7 separate regions of the Mus musculus genome follow, and all the other regions are linked to region 7. Evidence: chromatin contacts called from public HiCAR-type, HiChIP or PLAC-seq and promoter capture Hi-C data. All regions are on one chromosome and are shown on one strand. The core of a region is the stretch at or near the end of the contact, and the rest is flanking DNA. Distances in the headings are between cores, read along the strand shown. Region 1 holds the start of Usp8 (ubiquitin specific peptidase 8). Region 2 overlaps Hdc (histidine decarboxylase). Region 3 holds the start of Gabpb1 (GA repeat binding protein, beta 1). Region 4 overlaps Gm26697 (a long non-coding RNA gene). Region 5 holds the start of Slc27a2 (solute carrier family 27 (fatty acid transporter), member 2). Region 6 holds the start of Hdc (histidine decarboxylase). Region 7 holds the start of Secisbp2l (SECIS binding protein 2-like).

The links. Promoter capture Hi-C pulls out the DNA fragments that hold promoters and counts their contacts. HiCAR-type assays count read pairs that join an accessible place to other places. HiChIP or PLAC-seq counts read pairs in DNA pulled down with a chosen protein or histone mark.
Region 1: a contact with region 7 is called in a HiCAR-type map of astrocytes, with 3 times the contacts expected there. The contact joins the promoter of Usp8 here to the promoter of Secisbp2l in region 7. A contact is called at or near these places in 9 of 39 promoter capture datasets (the 3T3-L1 cell line, 3T3-L1-derived adipocytes, the C10 cell line and 4 more), 1 of 484 Hi-C or Micro-C datasets (B cells) and 3 of 115 datasets of contacts at active chromatin or transcription factors (the SCID.adh cell line, astrocytes and stem cell-derived neural progenitor cells).
Region 2: a promoter capture Hi-C map of the HPC-7 cell line shows a contact between it and region 7, with 5 times the contacts expected there. The contact joins the enhancer-like site here to the promoter of Secisbp2l in region 7. A contact is called at or near these places in 10 of 39 promoter capture datasets (the 3T3-L1 cell line, the C10 cell line, the HPC-7 cell line and 7 more), 1 of 115 datasets of contacts at active chromatin or transcription factors (astrocytes) and 1 of 9 other capture datasets (embryonic stem cells).
Region 3: a contact with region 7 is called in a promoter capture Hi-C map of pre-B cells, with 4 times the contacts expected there. The contact joins the promoter of Gabpb1 here to the promoter of Secisbp2l in region 7. A contact is called at or near these places in 13 of 39 promoter capture datasets (the 3T3-L1 cell line, 3T3-L1-derived adipocytes, the C10 cell line and 8 more), 4 of 484 Hi-C or Micro-C datasets (B cells, CD4 T cells, forebrain and 1 more), 10 of 115 datasets of contacts at active chromatin or transcription factors (astrocytes, differentiating embryonic stem cells, embryonic brain and 7 more) and 1 of 9 other capture datasets (liver).
Region 4: a contact with region 7 is called in a promoter capture Hi-C map of liver, with 7 times the contacts expected there. The contact joins the enhancer-like site here to the promoter of Secisbp2l in region 7. A contact is called at or near these places in 14 of 39 promoter capture datasets (the 3T3-L1 cell line, 3T3-L1-derived adipocytes, the HPC-7 cell line and 8 more), 7 of 484 Hi-C or Micro-C datasets (B cells, cortical neurons, embryonic fibroblasts and 3 more), 6 of 115 datasets of contacts at active chromatin or transcription factors (astrocytes, embryonic forebrain, embryonic stem cells and 3 more) and 2 of 9 other capture datasets (embryonic stem cells and liver).
Region 5: an H3K4me3 HiChIP or PLAC-seq map of forebrain shows a contact between it and region 7, with 5 times the contacts expected there. The contact joins the promoter of Slc27a2 here to the promoter of Secisbp2l in region 7. A contact is called at or near these places in 13 of 39 promoter capture datasets (the 3T3-L1 cell line, the HPC-7 cell line, cranial neural crest and 7 more), 13 of 115 datasets of contacts at active chromatin or transcription factors (the NIH/3T3 cell line, acute myeloid leukemia, astrocytes and 7 more) and 2 of 9 other capture datasets (embryonic stem cells and pancreatic islet).
Region 6: a contact with region 7 is called in an H3K4me3 HiChIP or PLAC-seq map of stem cell-derived neural progenitor cells, with 7 times the contacts expected there. The contact joins the promoter of Hdc here to the promoter of Secisbp2l in region 7. A contact is called at or near these places in 7 of 39 promoter capture datasets (the 3T3-L1 cell line, the HPC-7 cell line, cranial neural crest and 3 more) and 1 of 115 datasets of contacts at active chromatin or transcription factors (stem cell-derived neural progenitor cells).

What each region holds. Positions count from the first base shown.
Region 1 is chr2:126,706,072-126,708,771 of GRCm38.p6, reverse strand. It overlaps Usp8 (ubiquitin specific peptidase 8), which reads right to left and starts at 1,444. Exons shown (of 19, transcript NM_019729.3): 1 at 1,285-1,444.
Region 2 is chr2:126,596,121-126,598,820 of GRCm38.p6, reverse strand. Hdc (histidine decarboxylase) reads left to right here. Exons shown (of 12, transcript NM_008230.6): 10 at 852-950. Among named protein-coding and RNA genes, the nearest start is that of Hdc, 21 kb to the left of the region's middle. Within about 2 kb of position 1,315, at least 88 of the 459 cell types and tissues checked have an H3K27ac peak or open chromatin away from gene starts, as enhancers often do. A contact at or near this core is called in the HPC-7 cell line, liver and pre-B cells, where this site is marked.
Region 3 is chr2:126,674,165-126,676,864 of GRCm38.p6, reverse strand. Gabpb1 (GA repeat binding protein, beta 1) reads left to right here and starts at 1,273. Exons shown (of 9, transcript NM_001271468.1): 1 at 1,273-1,509. It overlaps A630026N12Rik (RIKEN cDNA A630026N12 gene), which reads left to right and starts at 1,578. Exons shown (of 1, transcript NR_166192.1): 1 at 1,578-2,700.
Region 4 is chr2:126,521,963-126,524,662 of GRCm38.p6, reverse strand. It overlaps Gm26697 (a long non-coding RNA gene), which reads left to right. Exons shown (of 4, transcript XR_866700.3): 4 at 2,569-2,700. Among named protein-coding and RNA genes, the nearest start is that of Gm26697, 23 kb to the left of the region's middle. Within about 2 kb of position 1,377, at least 13 of the 459 cell types and tissues checked have an H3K27ac peak or open chromatin away from gene starts, as enhancers often do. A contact at or near this core is called in embryonic stem cells, liver and stem cell-derived epiblast-like cells, where this site is marked.
Region 5 is chr2:126,551,704-126,554,421 of GRCm38.p6, reverse strand. It overlaps Slc27a2 (solute carrier family 27 (fatty acid transporter), member 2), which reads right to left and starts at 1,398. Exons shown (of 10, transcript NM_011978.2): 1 at 790-1,398. The coding sequence starts at 1,267.
Region 6 is chr2:126,617,420-126,620,119 of GRCm38.p6, reverse strand. It overlaps Hdc (histidine decarboxylase), which reads left to right and starts at 1,442. Exons shown (of 12, transcript NM_008230.6): 1 at 1,442-1,602. The coding sequence starts at 1,551.
Region 7 is chr2:125,781,581-125,784,280 of GRCm38.p6, reverse strand. Secisbp2l (SECIS binding protein 2-like) reads left to right here and starts at 1,411. Exons shown (of 18, transcript NM_177608.3): 1 at 1,411-1,682. The coding sequence starts at 1,659.

The DNA.
Region 1 (2,700 bases), core at 195-2,694, 920 kb before region 7:
ATACATACAGCCAACAGCACCTTAATTAGGCCAGTGCTCTATAGATGAGAAACTACCTAAATCCAACATGATTGACTTTCACCAGGGAGTCTTAAACAGAAAGAGTGAAATACTAAAAAAAAAGCAGATATCTTTAAAACAGAAACAAAAACCAAAAACTACCACCACCAACAATACACCGAGCCTGGCAGTGGTGGGCAGCACTCGGGAGGCAAAGGCAGGCAGAACTTTGAGATCAAGGGCAATCGTGGTTTAGAGTGAGTTCCATAATAGCTATGGCTGCACAGACAAACTGTCTCGAGAAAAAAAAGAAAGAAAGTAAGAAAAAAAGAAAGAGAATAAAGCCACCAAAACCAAAAAATAACACATGGAATTTTTAATGAAGTAGGATAATATACACAACTAAGAATACTCTAAGATTTAAAAAGAATACCCTTGCCAGGAGTGGTGCTTGATGCAGTTTTATCCATCTCTGGAGCCAAGGGAGGAAGGTTTCAGTGAGTTTGAGACAAGTCCTGTTTACATAGTAAGACCTTGTGGGTGGTGGCGGGGAACAACCAAGAATTACACCCTTTAGCTAGGCATCGTTTTGATCCGAAACCCTAGAGCTTTTTAATAAATATGAAACTCCTTAGATTCTGCAACACCTCTGTGAGTCACGTAAATATTTCTTGAATGACTGACTCAAGGTCATAGGCAGAAAGCAAGAACAAAACATAGGAACAGGGTCTGCAGCTTTGTGGGTAAAGGAATATCATTGTGATTTGGGGTTGACAACTCTCTCGGTACATCAGATGTGAAGGGAACTTGTCAGTGCCACAAGTCTACAAACGAAGAAACATTTTTAAGAAAAGAAAATGCCCTCTTTGAAGAAGTTTTAAGTGTGGTGAGTTTACTTAACTCAATTTTTGTACTTCACTGAAAACATGCGTGACCCGGGTAAAGGGGAATAGGGAAAACATGACAAATGGTCGTATTAAGGCCTGGGGTTGTAGGTAGCACAAAATGAGAAAAAAGGAAGCAAAAGGAAGGAGTCCAAAGTTGGGTCTAGTGTCCAACAGAAAGGAGAACTGGTCAAGGCCACCCTCTGAGACCGGCAAACTACATCAAACTCGCTGGGCACCGTAGGAGGGGGACGGGAGCGACCAAGAGTCGGGCCCTCCCTGGACCAGCCAGTTGTCTGGGGTTGTCCCACCCCTCCGCGGACAGGGCTCGTCTCCCGGATGACCAGCAGCTGGAGGACGCCTTCCCCAGGAACCGGGGCCGGAGCCAGGCCGCACTCACCGCAGCGCCCGCGCTCCGCTAACACCGGCCTCCTCGCCTGACGCCCATCGCCCACCACCAGAAGGAGAACGAGCCTTCGCTCTCAGACGCACGGCAGCGCAGCTCATCCCCTCTTCCCGATTCGCATTGCGTGGCGACGGGTCGCGTCTCGAAACGTCACGGCGAGGGCGGAGCTTCCAGTGAACCCTGTAACTCCGCCTTTCTGTCCCGTAGGGAGGGACATCAGGGCGGCCCTCTCCGGAAGGGTGAGCGCCGAACCGGCCTGAGCATGCGTCGGAAGGACAGTTTGAGCTGGTGCGGGACGGAAGCGCGCGTGCTGCGCTTCCGGTGTCCTCGCGCGTCTCTTTTCCGGGTGGAAGTCAGTTCAGATTGTGTCACATTGTGACTTGGAGCTGTCCACGGAGGAATCGAGGATATTTTGGCGCCTCTCAATAGTGCATTTTTCCCGTCAGATCGGACATTAGGGGGAAAATACGGGGAGAGGATTGATACCTTCTAAAACTTGGGAATAAACATTCTCCAAAGCCAAGCCTCTGGTTAAAGAACAGACGTGTTTGGAAAACACATTGCACAAACACCGTCAACATTTCCAAAAGGACCAGTCTTACAAAGCTGGGGTTTGAACTCTTTGGAGAGTTGTCTTGTGGAGAAAAGATGGGCTACTCGTGGACATAAAAATTGCTTAAGAGTGGAGTTGTTTTCCCTGGTCACTAAATCCGTTGGGACAGTCCAACTTTTTAATGCATGTCAAATCTAAAAGCACAGCTCTACTAAGTATATAAAATGAAAATACTTAGCAGATAGGCTGCCATTAAACGTTAAAGAGTAGTAAGCATCCAGTCTACCAACCTTTAAAATAAACCTTAGTTTCGTTTCCATTACAATTAGCTACATGCAAAGGTATTCTTGTGCTGGGCGGTGGTGGCACACGCCTTTAGTCCCAGCACTTGGGAGGCAGAGACAGACGGATTTCTGAGTTCGAGGCCAGCCTGGTCTACAGAGTGAGTTCCAGGACAGCCAGGGCTACACAGAGAAACCCTGTCTCGAAAAACCAAACCAACCAAACAAACAAAATCTTGCATTTCTCCTTTAAAAAATCAACACTAAATTATATACTATTTGTTCTCCCTAGACAAGTAAAGACTGGTGTGATTTGATACCGTGCAATGCTGGGAACTACTGGATAAAAGCCTCAAATGTTTTTTTTTTCCCCCTCATAATTAAGGAAGAAATTGTTTTTTTGAGGATGGATTATTTTAGGAAAATGTTTTTTCTCTGCTCAGCTTTGTGGAATTGAGTAAGGAAAGAAAAACTTAGAGCTGAATGTGAGAATAAGTATAAAACACATGGAGAACATTTTGGGGTGCTCTGACAATTGGAAGGAGGTAGGACTGAAAGGAAGAGAGACATCATTGG
Region 2 (2,700 bases), core at 66-2,565, 810 kb before region 7:
GCTTGTTAGAACAACTGCAAGTGTCCCGCAAACCGTTTGCTCTGTTTTCAGACCTGAGCACTAGGATTGGGAATTTTCAGAATCTATGGTAACTGCAGCTTTGAACTTTAAGCTCTGTTGAATTTGGTACCAGGACAGGGATCAGTTCAGACTGAGGCAGGGGTTCCTGTGCAGTCGGAAAGCTTGGATGGAGCATCTGAGGCCACAGGAATCTCACAGGTGAAAGCCAAAGCCAGTAGGTGGCAGCAAGATTAAGTAAGGACTGACCATCTTGGTGCCAGACAGACACACACATGTGATTCCTAGCTCACCTGTTTATCATCTAAACAGCCTACACTGCCTGGACAACTTTCTCTGAGGTTTTGCACTGTCCTCAAGCCACTTTCCTGGAAAGCACCTTTTGTCCTATGCCATTGATGTGCCCGTGAGGTGGCCCTGTGAAAGTCACACAGGGTAAGGAGCCAGGGCAGAGCTAAAGGGAAACCCAGGTCTGTGGGGCCCCAGGGTTTAAGCTCTTAATCACCATCCTAAAGCTACACTAATGTTGAGAAGAACAGACATAGAACTTTAATTTCTGCTACTCAAGGAACTTCTAGGAGTTTCTAGGCTGGGATGAAATACTTAAAACAGCAGTTTTCGAGAGGTCACGCTCGGTTCCAGGTCACAGGCTTGGAACTGTTAGTGTTACCCAGATAAGCTTGTCTTGGTTTGCTCCTTAGCAACAGCTTTGGGAGTCATGGTGACACCAGGGAAATCCCAGGAGTGCTCTGCAGGCAACACAGAATGCTAGGAGTGCCCGAGGGAGTGGGCACGTTGCTTCTAACCATGAGCTCTGTGTTATTTGTTTCTAGCATTGGCAGATCCCCTTGAGCCGGCGCTTTCGCTCCATTAAGCTGTGGTTTGTGATTCGGTCCTTCGGGGTGAAGAATCTTCAAGCACATGTCAGACACGTATGTTGCGCGAGAGCCGTGGGACTAAGCCCATGATTCTTTGCATTTTCCATGGGAAGGAAGACTTTGCCTCGGTTTTACAAATCTGCCCAGGGGATCCTTGGTTTGTGGCTCAGTGGTAGGGTGCGCAGAGGGACTTGAATGTTGGTTATGTAGAGGTGCGCTGATCTCCATGTAGTCCCAGTGGACTGTCTGTGATCTGTAGTTCACACTGTTTATTTTCTAAACAGTCACCACTAAGTGCAACTTCCTCTGTTCTGACATCCCTTGTTTCACCGATTTCCTGAGAGTCTCACCTTTCCTGTTGTTGTCTTTGAGAACTGAGCACTCAAAAGCCTAGTTTACGGAAAGAGAAAGTGAAAGTAGGTCAAAGAGCAGGGTCTATGGTCAAAGTAGGGCCGAGTCTTTAAGAAGGAGTGGCTGTCATGGCTCCCTGGTGAATGGTGTGTCAACACAGCCACACCTGCTCTTCACCTTCTAGGTGAGGTCTGTAGTGAACACACTACCTGTAATTGTGTCCTCCTCTCCCCTGGCCTCTGCTCTGTCTCATACACAGCTTGCCTCATGGGAGGGAAGAGAATAGGGCAGGAGGAGAATGTCTTATTAACTGGGAGACCTACTTTCTGCCGCCCAAGCCTTGGGAGAATCACCCTCCCTTGGATTTTAAAAAGTGAGGATGCTGACAAAGGTGGGCTCTGAGGGGACATTGTGGGGCATGTGAGTGAGACATGGAGAATTTTGACAGGGCAGGTGGTGAAAACAGGCCCAGAGGAAAGGAGTTATAGGGGAGAATCATAACCAGGTTAGAAATGGGGCATGGGCATATAAAGGCCAGGAGAACAGTTAGTATGCTTTTCCCGGACAAGGCCTGGACTTGCACATGAAGAACTTCTTAGGGATCAAGTGGGGACGTAGCTCCATTGGTACACTGTTTACTCCCCATGCACAAAGCCACTGTTTGACCCCCTAGTATTGCTTAACCTTCTCCTGGCAGCGCTTGCAGGTAGTTCCACAGTGGGGGGTGGAGGCAGAAGGATCAATGGTACCAGGTCGTCCTTGGCTACATTGTAACTTTGAGCCAGTCTAGGATCCATGAGAGAGAGCCTTTCTCAAAGAAAAGAAAAAGTTCATGAGGCGGTGGTAAGAGTTTGAAATTGACTGGAGAGAGAGAGAGAGTGGAGCAGATAGAGGAGCAGATAGAGGTTGGTTCAAATGGCACCGCCTCTTCATGGTCAAGGAAGACACCTGAAGCTCTGTCTTCTTTTAAAACGAAATATCAAGTGGGAGTTCCAGCCCATAAAAAAAAAATCACTTAGTGGGGCAGGAGAGATGACTCAGCAGTTAAGAGCACTGACTGCTCTTCCAGAGGTCCTGAGTTCAATTCCCAGCAACCACATGGTGGCTCACCACCATCTGTAATGGGATCTGATGCCCTCTTCTGGCATGTAGGTGTACATGCAGTCAGAGCACTCACATACATTAAATAAATCTTTAAAAATTAATTCACTTAGCAGAGAGTGTATGTGAGTCTCAGACTGGAATCTCTAGCCCTATCATGTGCTGTGTCTGTCACTTACTCCCCCCTCCCCACGCCCCCAGGTCTCATTTGTTGTTCTTGCTAGTCTGGAGCTCAAGGCTCCCCTCTCGAGTGCTGGCATTAAAGACTTAAATATCATCATTCCTGGCAACCTTGAACTTCCTCTGATCCTCCTACTGAAACCTCCCCATGTCTAACTTTATTCAGTTGTTG
Region 3 (2,700 bases), core at 24-2,523, 890 kb before region 7:
CTCTCCCCATTCTGTTTACTTTGCTATGTCTTACACTGGCTACAAACTTTCACTATATAAATAAGAAAGGCAGCCGGGCGTGGTGGCCTTTAATCCCAGCACTCGGGAGGCAGAGGCAGGCAGATTTCTGAGTTCGAGGCCAGCCTGGTCTACAAAGTGAGTTCCAGGACAGCCAGGGGCTATACAGAGAAACCCGGTCTCGAAAAACCAAAAAATAAGGGCAAGTGTCCTTATCTGAGGACAGACACACACAAACACAAATGAAGTCTGTAAACAATTTGGATCTCATTTAAGCCATTTTGCTCCTAGGTTATTCTCGGTTGTCTCCGATATTCTCATTCCTAGATACCTGACGCCAAAAGTTCCACGGGTAGTGGACTTTTCGGTGAAATATATCAAAGTGGAACTTTGAAAATCGCATGTGAAGTAAATTTATAAGGCTTTTCCTTCACAAATCATCATCTCCCAATCAACTCTTGGTTCATTGAAAGTAAAATACGTCACTAGGCATGGTGGTACGCGCCTTTAATCCCAACAATTGAGAGGCAGAGGCAGGCGGATTCTTTTGAGTTTGAGGCCACCCTGGTCTACAAAGCCAGTTCCAGGTCAGGCAGGGCTGTTACAGAGAAACCTTGCCTCGAAAACAAATCAACAAAAATCCTGACAATACAGACAGGAGAAAAGCGTCACTATTACAACATTAAAAAAAAAAAAAGCCACAGAAACATCCACGTCACACACGACCAGTTTACACCAGGTGAAGAGGACAGGCATCCTTTGTTCCCGCACAGGCCCCACAACCAGCGATTCCGGGTACCTTCCAGGACCACGGTAAGTTAAATCTTAGGTACCCGGCTGCCCTTCCGCCTGCCGGGAATCTGCTAGAACACCCCATAGTCAAGTCCAAGCTCCAAGCGTCCCGAAATGCCGGCACTTTCCGTGTCACGCCGGGGGAGAACTTAGCACACGCACCCCTAACTCCCACACATCCCGCCCCGCGACGCGGCGCGGAACACCCAGCCGCGCACAGGGCCACCGCAGCGCTCACCCCGCTGCCGCGCAGGCGCCGGGCGAGCCGGGACTTGCGGTCGCCCCGCGGATCATTCCGCCGCAGCCTTTGTGTGGCCGAACGCTAGAAATGGCTTATTTCCTTTCTCCCCGTTTAAAGTCAGAAGCAGACCCTCTCATCCCTTTCTCCCGCCGGAACGGGGCTGGGGGAGGGCGGCGGCAGGCTCGCTCCCGGGGCCAGTGGGGCGGAAACGGGCGCGGGTTGGCGAGGCCGCCGCAGGCATGCTGGGAGCTCGGCCGCCGTGTCCCTCCGCGCCGACGGGGACTTTTCGGTGGGGATTTTGGGCGCCGAGCAGACGCGGCATTTTCGGAAAATAGCGCCCTGTGCAGCGAAGCGCTCTGTGTGTGGCGGGGCCGCGTCTGCCCTGACGGCTCCGAGGCGCCGCGGTCCCCGCACCTCCTCCCGCTGCTCCCCCGCCGCCGCTCCCGAAGCTTTTCCAGGTCAGTGCGGGTCTGTGTAGGGCCCTGTTACCACCGGATGTGGAAGTTGATCTCTTCGCTGGTAAAAAATAATTCCACTTCCCCCGGAACCCAGATCATCCCCGCGATTTCCTGTTTATTGCATTAAGGCGCCGGGTTTCCGGGGCTCCTGGCCCCGCTTGTTTGGCGGGGGTCGGCGGGGTCGGCCTGGGTGTCCGTGCTGCCGCCGCCGCCGCCGCCGCGCTTTGTCCGCCCGGCGCTTGGCTTCTGGGAGGGGCGGCAGACATGGTGGCGGCCGCCGCCCCCTCCTCGGTCAGGCGCCGCGGCCTCCTGCGGGCCCCACGGGTCGGGTCTGCGGTGGGGTCGCCATGGCCGTGGGGGTCCGGGCCGGCGGGGCAGGCGGCGGGAGAGGCGGCGCTGTCCCCGCCCGCTCCTTTGTCTCGGCGGCCTGAGGGCCTGGCCTGGCCGGGCCGACGACAAGCGGGAGGGAAGGCCGGGCCGCGCTGCCCCGCTGGGCCCCGCGGAGCCCGGGGCGCTCGGGTTTCGGCCCGAACAGCCGGGTCGGGGCAGGGTAGACGGGCCAGTCCGGAAGGGACGGAGCCTGCCATTCTCAGTGGCCGAGACTTTTGCCCCGGAGACTTCGCCACCGGAACCCACGCGAGCGCGGGTGCGGAAAGAAGCCGCGAGTTTCGTCGGTCATGTCTTGCCTGGGCACAGATCGGTGTTGAGTGTGCTGTTGTGAACCTCTCCCACGGCGTTGAAGCCGCGGGCTTAGCCTTGAAGTGTGCATCTCCAAAATGAGAGCGAAGGAAAGCGGGCCTACCTGCTGGCTTTTTTTCCCTTGAAGCTTTTGCTTTAAGCCCATTTCCACTGTGTCTAGCAGACACATTTGCTTTAAAGCAGGGAGCGAGACCACAGTACTTCTGAAAGAGAGCTTCATAACGTGGGAGTAATTTTTAAGAGTTCTTTCTGCAGACACTGTGGTTTGTTGTCTATTCAGGCAAGTTACTTTCTGAAATGTAATTTTTATCTGGGGGTAAAAAAGAACGGTGGTGTGCTTTTTCTAGGGAAGTAGTGGCCTTCCCAGAATTGAAAACGCACCGAATTTAGTACGCAGACGATAGTCTACCTCACAGAGATTCACCCAGATTAATTTAAATATAACTGATAGCTTTTTGGCTCTTAGGCCTTCAGACTCTGACTTTTTAAGTT
Region 4 (2,700 bases), core at 128-2,627, 740 kb before region 7:
AAGTCAGTATGGAGAATCCTAAAAAAAATGAAAAACAAATCTGTTGTGGGAAATACTTAAAAAAAAAAACAACCAAACAACCAAACGGCCCATCTTGAGCTATACCCAGCTACTCTCTGCCTGCGGTCTCTCTGCCTCTAGGCTAGCCCCATGGGGCAGTCTGGTCTTCCCAGCTCCAGTTCTGGTTCAGTTCACTTACCTCAGAACTGCTTGTACCTTCTCAGCCATCCACCCCCTGCAGCTAGTTGTCACAAGTCCCCTTAACCCAGTAAATCAAAACTCTATGTCCTCATAATTAATCAGTCAGCTTTATATATATCAATAAATTCTCAATCCACAAGATGCCCACACAATAATTTCAGAGACAATTGATAATGATACAAGCTGCCCCCCTAGATTAGACAAGTTATCCCAATTATTCTACCCTTTTATGATACTCATAGCTACCTGTGGCTGTTTAAAGCTACGCGGAATCTGGATTGTCTTCCTCTCCCTCCATCTTCCTTCCTTTTCATACCTGTCCCCTTTCTGTTGCTAAAAATCCTTACCTGCCTTCTTTTTCCACTGCCCAATCACAGGCTTCTTGTTGTATATTTAAATTAATTGGGGGAAAATTCTGCTATGCAAATCTACTGTATGACCAGTATATGCCCAAAGGATTCAGCATGCTAGTCCACAGACACTTGCTTAGCCATGTTCACTGCTGCTCTGTGCACACTAGCTGGAGGATGGGAACAATCTGCATGCCTGTCGTCATGGATGGGAGTGAAAATGTGGTAACATACACAATGGTATACTATTCCTTCTACAGAAAAAGGAAATCTTGAAACTTGCCGCAGACCCTCTGGGTCTCTTTGCCTGCGTGGATCCTCTGGGGCAGGTGGGCAAAGCATCAGAGAGTGACAGACAGACCAACACTTGAGATTGTGTAGAATCTGAATGTATTGTGTCAGGTCGAGCATTAAACTTTTTATACCAAAGAAATAACAAGAAACCAGGCAAAATACAATCCACCAACTTACAGTGACGCAATACTAAAGGAATGTATACATCAAAAGAAGGTGGGGACCAGGCTGCTGTCGCAAAAGAAGGAAGCCAGGTGTAAACTAGTCTATTGTTAATCCCACCACCAGGGGTTCTGCACTAACAGACCTTATCATGAATATTGCAATACCCCAACACCCTATTTCCTGGGTCTACAGAAGAATATGCCAACTTGCTTTTAATGTGAAACTCACTATACCTAGCTGTAGAGAAGATCTCTGTCTCAGTGGGATTCCCTAGCTCTATTATTCCCTTGTTTGGGTGACAATTGCTACTGTCCTTGGTAAATATTTTGCAGACCAGTTCTGAGCTACTGGCTCTGTCTTTTGTAATGCTTAATTAGTAACTGAATAGGTAACTTCCTTTCTGGACCTTGGAACAATGGGGAGACGTAACTATAACAGAATTTAATCTTAAAAGGCATTTATAATAAAATATTAAAAGAGAGCTCATAGATCCATACACCAGACAACGTGGGAATAGGGTATGAGTATGTGGGTAAATGATAATGCCAAAACTCCAGGAGGTGAGTTTCTGTGAAACTCTTTGCCTCTTGAGTGGCTTTTAGGCTTCTCAGCCTGTCAAGCGGACTTCACTGGAGTGTGTGTGTGGCAGAAACTTTCAGGTAAATGGACAGACCCAGAAAAGACTATATTGACCCAGAAAGTCACATGTTCCCACTCTCCCGTGCTCCCAGTCCTCAGACATGAATGCAACACAGAATAATCACAGAGACTGGGGAAGTATAAAGGGAGCGCGTGGGAGTATGAGGGACAACAGACTATAGGGGATATGAAGGGGATATGGAAAATCGGGACAGGGGTGCCAATGGGGGCCACTACAGAAGAAGGAGGAGGAAAAGGCGGCATGCTTTACGCTGTAGTTGTTTGATAACGCCCCAAGGACTCATATTTTTTTATGTGCACCTAAATCATAGATATTTAAATGAAGTTATGCTACTTGGGTTGACAGTGTTCATCACAAGAACCATAGAATAACAACCCCCTCCCCCGTACCCTCTTTTAAGATATGCACAGGACTCCCAAAACAATACAGATTATCAGTGATGCCTCCAGGGCCTGAGGGTAGGCCTTTACTGCTGAAGACGTTAGTTACATCCGTAGGACATAGGACAAGCATGCTTTGAGCTGGATCTAACTGAAAGCCTCCTTCCTGTAACCTGGCTTGCATAGCACCAGAAGTTCTTTTGTGAGCGGCCAAGGGAAGGAAACAATTAGTCCTACCACCCCGCCGTGATGATGCGGAAGGAGCCTGGAAAATAGCCAGCATGACAAGCTAGGTATAAGGGAGCAATAAGGGCACTCACACGTTGGTGGCAACCAACAGCTGCCTAATAGGACTTTATGCCGACTTGACAGGAAGGAAATCATGTCTGGTACTGGAACTAGGCCAGGTTCCTGGGGCTAGTGAGGTCACGGACTTTAGAAGAGAATCTAGTACCACCAGTTTACTAGACCAGCATAATTCCTAACTATGTTTTAAATGTTATCTTTGTGCCCACAGATAAGCGCCTTCCAATCCTATTCAAAGAAGCTTCTCTTTACACCAATGCGGACCGTTACAGAGCACCACAGCTGGACATAAGAGGGAGACAATGGTTCCCGGGAACCCGAGTGCCCGTGGGCAGAGCATCAT
Region 5 (2,718 bases), core at 149-2,648, 770 kb before region 7:
TAAAACCATCCATTACAGTATTTGGCACCAATGGGCATCCCAAAGAGTTGGATCCTCTCATCTTCTGTATGGTTACTAATGTCTTTTTACTTTTTCCTGGTCCGGTCTCTCCTTACTGACTGTGAGAAGCAGCAAGGGTGTTGTTCAGACACTAACTGCTGGGAGCTGAGGAAAAGAGAGGACGGGGACAGGGAAGCGACTTTCCCATGACTGTAAGTCTACCAAAGCTAGGGGCTGGATCCACTGCGGTTCTCATCCAAGGCCCTCTGAATTTTAATGTAAATGTGTTAAGTTCTGATTGGAGGAATGGATTTAGAAGTGGATCCCTTTGGACAGCCCCAAGTCTTCCTTAGACACTGCACGTGAAGCTTTGGATTTCTGGGCTGCACATAGAAATCCCATGATATGAGTTGTGAAGATTAAAAACAACATTGTGCATATACAGCGGTCCCCTGGGTTAACATTGAGGGTGGGTGGGAACTGCCTCGCACATAACATGGATACACACTTCTTCTTGCCATCTCTAAACAACACAGGTAAGAATGAGTGGTTTAGTATTCAACACCGTGTTAGGTATCATACGCAATCTGGACTCCGCATTGGAGGACTGAAGCGCTTCGAAAGACAGGCCACTTTACATCTAGGAATTATAAGGATTGTTAATCAGCGTCGTACACCTGGAATTGACCTCTTTTCCTGCTTCCCGGCCCCACACCACACTGCAACCCCGAAACCAAGTGCCTCTATCCTCCCACCTCCAGGGTTAGGGCCGGCGGTTTTGCAGCTCACCTGGGGAGGCCAGCAGCACCTTCGCCCCGCAGCATTGAAAGCAGTGCAGCAGAGACTTGGCACGAATGTTGTAGTTGAGGCACGCCATGGGACAGCCCAGTTTGAGCAGTCCCAGCCAGATCCACACGTAGGCCGGCTCATTGCCCATGAAGAGGGCTACGCAATCCCCCTGTCGTAGGCCCAGTTGATCGTGCAGCGCCCGCGCCACTTGGTTGCTGCGCCGGTCCACCTGGGCGTAGGTGAGCGTCTCGTCTCGGAACAGCAGGAAGGGCTTGTGTGGGGTCTTGCGCGCTTGTTCCAGGAAGGCCCGCAGGATGGTACGCACGGGTCGCCGCTGCCGGTAGCTGCGCACCCGCCGGGCCATGTTGGCCAGCCGCAGGAAGTACCGCACATCTTGGAGGAGGTAGGGGCAGCAGCAGGTGAGCAGCAGAGGCAGCAGCAGCAGCCCCGCCAGGCCGGTGTAGAGCACTGGCAGCATGGCGGTAGCTGCGGGGTCCCCGGTCCCCGCCGGGGCCGAGGGAGTGCTCGAGGCGTGCAGCGCGGCGGCAGGCGGGAGAGGAGCAGAGCAGGAGCTGGCGACTGGGCTCGGCCTCCGGACGCGCTGCGACTGCGGGTGGCGGCTCGGCTGCAGGTGCCTGTGGCGCGCTGTGCGGGCGGGACGGCCGTGGGTCCCGCCCCCTCGTGGGGCTCCTCGTGCGCTCAGGGGGCCGCTCCTGTCAGCCTGGGTGGCCCAGGATGCCACAGCACTTGTGTTCAGTGTCTGGGGTCAGATGAGATCTAGTTCTCCGCAAACAACGCTTAGCGCAAACAGCCCACGTTGAAAAGGTCAAAGGCGTGGTGCTGTGGTTAGTTATTCTTATCACACAGCGCAGTGCCTTTGCTTAATCAAGTACCTTATAAACGCACCGCAGCCTTATTATTAATAGCGGGCACCAGGTGCCACAGCCAACTCAGAGTCCCACCTCCACTCCTTGGTCCCAGAGGCTTTCCGCTAGATCTCTCTTTGTTTCTAACGTTTGCTTCTCTGCTCAGGCAGTCTCCTGTGGGGAAGGTTTCAAGGTTGAACAAAAGCGCCAGAGGTGGTCGCATTCAGCTGCACCTGCCAGCCCCTCTTGTGAGCTTCGCCTGTTTCGGGAACTCCGGAACTCGAGCAATGGGGTCCTGTTAATTTGTTTTGAGATTTTGTTCTGTTACGCGAGCCACTTTCCAACATCGACGGTATTGTGGACTCAGTTCGACATTTACCAAAACACACAAAGCAAACAAAGTAAATAATGGCATATCTCAAAAGTCATTTCTTCAAGAAGTTTGATCTATGTATTAATGCCCCTAGGTAGTGGTACTGTACAAGGTTAGCATGCTTGCTACCAAGTAAAGTAAAGATGTGCTTCGTTGTCACAGTCTTCTGTCTCATGCTCATTCATATTATTGTTGTAAGATAACTTGTCTTGAACCGTCAGAGGTCTTCTCAGATGATCCTTTCATGCTTGTTCACTGAGGAGAAAGGGAAGTTTAGGTGATTCTTTGTCATGTCCACTGCAGCTGTGGTTTCCTGTGTAAACCCTGGAAGGGGCTAAGGAGGGAAGGAGAGTCAGTTTTCTTTAGCGATGTGGTCCCTAGAAGGTCGACCTTGCTCTAGTGGATGGCCCTACGGCCCAACTGTACACACACACACACACACACACACACACACACACACACAGATAAGTGTATATACTGTACAAATTGAATTGAGATCTATTGGAAAAAGGAAGAGGGCATCAAGGAGAGGTGATAGGGTCTGGAAGAGAGATCGGATCTGGAAATATTTAGGGGTAAATATGATCAAATACATTGTATGTATGTGTGAAGTTCTCAAAGAATTAATAAAAATATTATGCTTAAAGAATATCTAGTAATATGTGAGATATGAAAGAGGAACCAGTTTGG
Region 6 (2,700 bases), core at 193-2,692, 840 kb before region 7:
GTTTGCTACCTGTGCTTGCTACTATGTCTTTGTGGATTCCCACATCTTTCTTGGGTTTGATTAATTTGCTGGCGTGGCTCACAGAATTATAGCAAACATGATTACTTTTGATCGAGACAGATGTGATGACAGTTGGGTGAAGGGTGACACTTGGGGTGTGGAGCTGCCTTCTTTGGGTGCTTATCCTTCAGGTAGCCCTGCAAACATTTCAAATCTGCTCCAGAGGTACTTTTAAAAAAGGGAGATGGGAACTGGGGACCAAAGGCAAGGCCTCGGGCGGGCGTGCTAGGTGAGCGGTTTGCCACTGAGCCCCACCCTTGTTTAACCTTTAGCTCTTTCTCCCATTCTTCCCCCTGACCACCCCCCATGAAGTCTGTTGTGTAAGTACAGGTAATGCTTTAGACACTGTTTTTCTCAGATTGTGTTCAAGCTCTTGGGTGCAGGCATCCGCAGTCCAGAGCCTCTGAGGAACAAAGGGACCTCGATATAAAGAACAAAAAGCTCTTGGTATTCGGGAAAACTCCGAAGGATTTTTGTTGTTTTGTGGCAGTGTTGGGGTTCAGGACAAACACACCACCCCAGAATATGATTTCAGGAGAAACTGCCATCCCCGCCCCCACTAGTACGCTTCCTTTGTGTTATCTCGAGAAGCCCTGGACGTAGGAGGAGTTCTCAAAAGCTGTTCTTTCGTAAGAGATGGTCAGGAAGAAACGTTGATTAGGAAAAGTACTCGACTCAGGAAGAGGAGGGGTACAGATAACTGCTGTCACCAGAAAGATTTCCATCTGACAAAGTGGCAATTCTTCCCCCTTACGAATGTGTGTCCCGCACTCTGCTGCACCCAGGCTCCGCTCTGTTCTCCAGCTCTGCTTGCTGTAGAAGCGTCCATCCACTAAAGGGACTTCCAGATTTATTGGCACTGAACAGGTTTTTCCTCCGTTAGCTTAAACAGTAGTCGAGGCAAAGAACCCAGAACAAGTGCTATGTAGTAATGGATAAAAAGAATCCTTCATATCCTGTTGTTGATCTGTCCTGAGCTCAGCCTGGCTAGCTATGGGCTTCTCTGAGCCGGCTCTGCCCTCACCTCATAGAGAAGCCAGGGCAGGAGCAACTCCACCCTCTGTGCTACTTATTGTGAATGCCCTTGGCCTATTTCTGGCCTCTGAGCTAGGAGCTTTATTCAAGGCTGGGGCTCTATGGTCTGAATGCAGGGGCAGGGATGATAGAGGGCTCTTTTACCTTGTCTATCCAGAGCTGCTTGTAGGCTTGGGAGGCTAGGTGCCCCAACTGGTCTAAAAACACCATGTTCTCTGATTCTGTTGATCAAAGTTCAAATCAGAAAGGACGGGGACAAGAGAGGCTGAAATTAAGCCTGAAGGAAGGGACTTTATGGGGGCGGGGCTAAAGGAGGGGAATAGGGAACTCCTTAAATAAGAGATGCACTGGCTGCCAGGGAGTGCACAGCACAGACAAAGGCGACCAAGAAGCCCTGTTGACAGCTGCCTTCCAGCCTCCTCTGTCTGTCTGCCAGGAGGAGCAATCCAAGGGAGATGATGGAGCCCTGTGAATACCGTGAATACCGTGAATACTACCGAGCTAGAGGTGAGTGACAGGGTGGGTCTTCCCTGCTGTTGGAGGCAGGTGAGTGTTTGAGTTGCCTTGGGAGAGCCGGTTTGGCTTCAGTGGTGTTTCTCCTGAATTCTTGAACAGGATGTAGATCAGAGTTTTAACAGGTCCCTCATTCCCTGCCTCTCATGTGCCTACTTCTGTGATTGCTGCCTGTGTCTTGCATTTTGTTTCCTTCTACCTGCCCACAAAATAAACTATCTGTATTTGTGATCCACTCAATTGCCTTATGAAATAGGAAAAAAAAAAAAAAGACTTAAGCATTTGATAGCCCAAACTCTCTTAATATTCATTTCTCTGTGTAAAGTAGTTTATTCTTTTAGTGTTCATGTTTAAACGTTCGCCAAGTGCCCACTTGTATACCAGCTTGCAGGGAAAGCAAAGCCAGGTACCCTGTTTTCAGGCCTGGCTGTCCACAGGTAGGGAAGTGCTTAAAGGGGATTTGTAGGAAGATGAGGATGCATCCAACAAAGTGACTTGTGACATGATGAGTTTGGTTCTGCTTCTTCTGTTTAGTACGCATTAACTGAAATACACATCAACTTAAAATAAAGGTTCTTTTAGAAGCCTATGTGACAACAGAGAACTTTGAATGTCTTTGTAATTTTGTAATAGTCTCATCTCCACTAGAGGGGCCACAGTGTATGAAACTTCTTGGCTGTAAGTTAATATCTATCCTGCTTTAAATCTCTTTTCTCTCTTCTCCCCTATCAACCTTTGTAGGCAGACGCGTATTAGCGTATCATGTGGCTTTTCAACAGTGCACTTAGCTGAGAGTGTGGGTTCCTATCCTGCAGTGGGACACATTTTCCTATGAGACTGTCTGGGGATGAGTGCCAGCTCTCTCATGTCTACTGGGCACCACTCAGTGCTGGGTGCCCAAGGCTGTGGTGGGCTGAAGGAGTCAAGCTCTCTGGTGCCTCAGTTTGTCTAGGCCCAGTTCTGTGTGTAGGGACTTTGCAGAAGCTGAGGTAGAGGGAATAAATCAGGCTCCTTTTCTTCTCTGCTCCTTTGCTCCTTTGCAGGGAGAAGGGGAATGGGAAGGGTTTCTGGTTGCTCATAGTAGGTGCACAT
Region 7 (2,700 bases), core at 162-2,661:
CAATTTCAGTCGCAAAAAATCATACAATATGGAACGATATTTAGAGACTCTGTATTTACATTTCCTCTTACAGATCCTTCAAAGAAGGGGAAAACCTCAAATACCGTACTGCATTAATGACTTTTTAACTCAGGCTGGGTGTCTTGCAGCTAAAGACCACCGGTAGGGGCACAGCTCATCTCATCTTGCTGTCAGAAAGGAGGGTGAGCCGCTGTGGCTTATGTAACTGCCCTGTATAAATAGCTTTGCTTTGTGGATCAGCCTTAAATTTCTTCTGCAGCCATTGAATCCTGAGCAAGGGTTTGTAATAGACTCTAAGGAATCTGACATTACACAGCTCACACATTTTCAACACAAATGCATGTGCAACTGAAATAAAAGTGTGCATACAGTGGAAAAACAAAACCAAATGCACGAAACTCTCATGTACAGGCATAAGTGTTTCTCCATCATGTGGTTTGCAGACCAGCCTTCATATGTCCTGTAGACAAAATGCATTCATTTAAGCTGGCAGAAATACAGCTTCCACACTAACATAGCCAGGATCTTTACAGACCACTCTCTCCTTACAGACTTGGATTAACTGAAAAGGCTTTATGAACATCTCCCAAAGCGTGATGACGAAGCAGATTTCTTAGATATCCTTTTCCCTTTTCCAGACATAGATCCCCTGGCCAGTGACCCTAACAGCAGCCAACTCTACTCTCTTTCTTCACTGAAGTATATATAATTCAGCTGACCGACGTTATCAAGCCAGAACTCTTGTGGAGAGCTTGTGTGTGTTGGAGGCTGTCTAACTCCCCAGAGGGAATCTACCAGTAGGGTTTAGTTTCAAGGCAAACTCTAGTCTTTAAGGAGCTGATGACCTGGAGATTAAAAGGAACAATTCTTAACCATATGGGGAAAGCAGAGGAGAAGATAATCTCTTCTTGGGTAGTTATGCAGGTTTTGGGTAAAAATAGGGTTCGAAATGGGCAAAATCAGCCTGGAGTTGAGGCTAGATGTGAGTCTGGAACCGGGACAATAACATTAATTAATCATTATTTGTGGAGATTTTTTAACAGGGCTTCTTACCTATGGCTGCTACTCTGTGTATGCAATTTATTTGTGCAATTTTCAAAGGGCAAGATTGTTCGTTCTTTTCATTCTTTTAGAGTACTGACAGGATCACAGGACTAGTGAGCAGCTACAAGCTCTTCCAATATCCTGAGTAGGTTTTGCCTTCTGAGCAGTCTCTGAGGTCCCGGCAAAGTGAACACATGCGTCCTGAGTTCCAGGCAGCCCAACCTGCCTAGGTGGGAGTGGGAGGAGTAACCCAACCAGGCAGTGCCCCTGGCCTTGGCTGCCCGCTAGCCACCCCCCTCCCCCCGCCCCCGTCGCTCCTCGGCCATCCCCGCCCCTGCGTATCTCCATTTCCTACTGCGCCTCCGCCCTTTCGGTCCCGCTCGGCTTCCGTCCCAGATGATCCCTCCCCGGGGCGGCCGCCGCCTCCCCCGCCTTGAGCTGGAGCCGCCTCCCCAGCCAGTGGCGTAGCCGAGTCGGCGTCCGGCCGGCTGTGCGGAGTGGACCGAGCCCGGCGGGACCGAGCGGGGGGCCATGGAGAAAGCGGCCCGCGGCGCTGCGCACACCGACTAGAGCCGGCGCCTGTCGCCGGCGCCATGGACCGAGCGCCGGCCGAGCAGGTACGCAAGCGCCCGGGCTGCTCTCGGGCCTCCGGGCCGGCAGGCCGCCGAAGCTGAAAGGCCGGGGGAGGTGGACCGGCGGAGCTCAGCGGCGACAGCGTTGCCCTTGCAGCAGTCTGGAGTGTATTTCTTTTATGAAGAGACTACCGTGGTTTACCCTTGTTTTCCTGTCTAGTTACTTTGCAAATAATTATTCTTTTAAAATGGAGCAAGAGTTCAAGTTGAGTCCATATTCGTATTCGCACAGTAGTTCCATTAGTGGTCTGTTAGTGTTTTGATTGCATCGAATTCTTTCTGGAAGAGTTGGGAGGAAGGGCTAATGGCAGGGTGAAAAATAACTTAGAAGAATAGTGTCATGCTTCCTCCTCCTCCCCAGTATTTTACAGCTTCCCTGGAAACGACTTAATTTGACTGAGTGTGATTTTTGTTCGCTGTCAATTTCCCTCTACCAGGACCTTGGTCAGTTAGTCACATAGTTGAAAGGAGAACACTGGTGACTTGCCTGTTAGTTTTGCGAATAGTTAATTAACTCGAGTAAATGAGATACCATCTCCCAAGTTTCTGTTTATACATAGTTAACGACAGTTTTGGTTTTGAATCGCACACTTTTCAAGCCAAAACACAGCTTTCTAATTTTGAACACTTCGCCGTTTCTGTTGTTGATTCTTGTCGTATTGTCCATTCTATCCTAGACCTCTTATGAAAGATTTCTCCTCTCTCAGCACTTTCCACAGGACCTTACCACACAGATTTAAAAAGGAAAGCAAATCTTCCAGAGATTAGAAGTTTATTTTTATTAAAGAACACCAATTACCAAGAGAAAATTGATGTGGGACCACTTGGAAAATACACACTTCACTGTGGCCCGGAGTATTATGTTACAGTATGTAGTGAATTTATTAAAACATTGTTTTTGAGAGTAATTCTGAAAAAGGAACCTGAGATTTCCAGCCTTGACGAAGGAAAAGGAAATTTCCTTGCGCGTGTGTCTCTAATGAAAGGGTGGGATGTTTTTGTC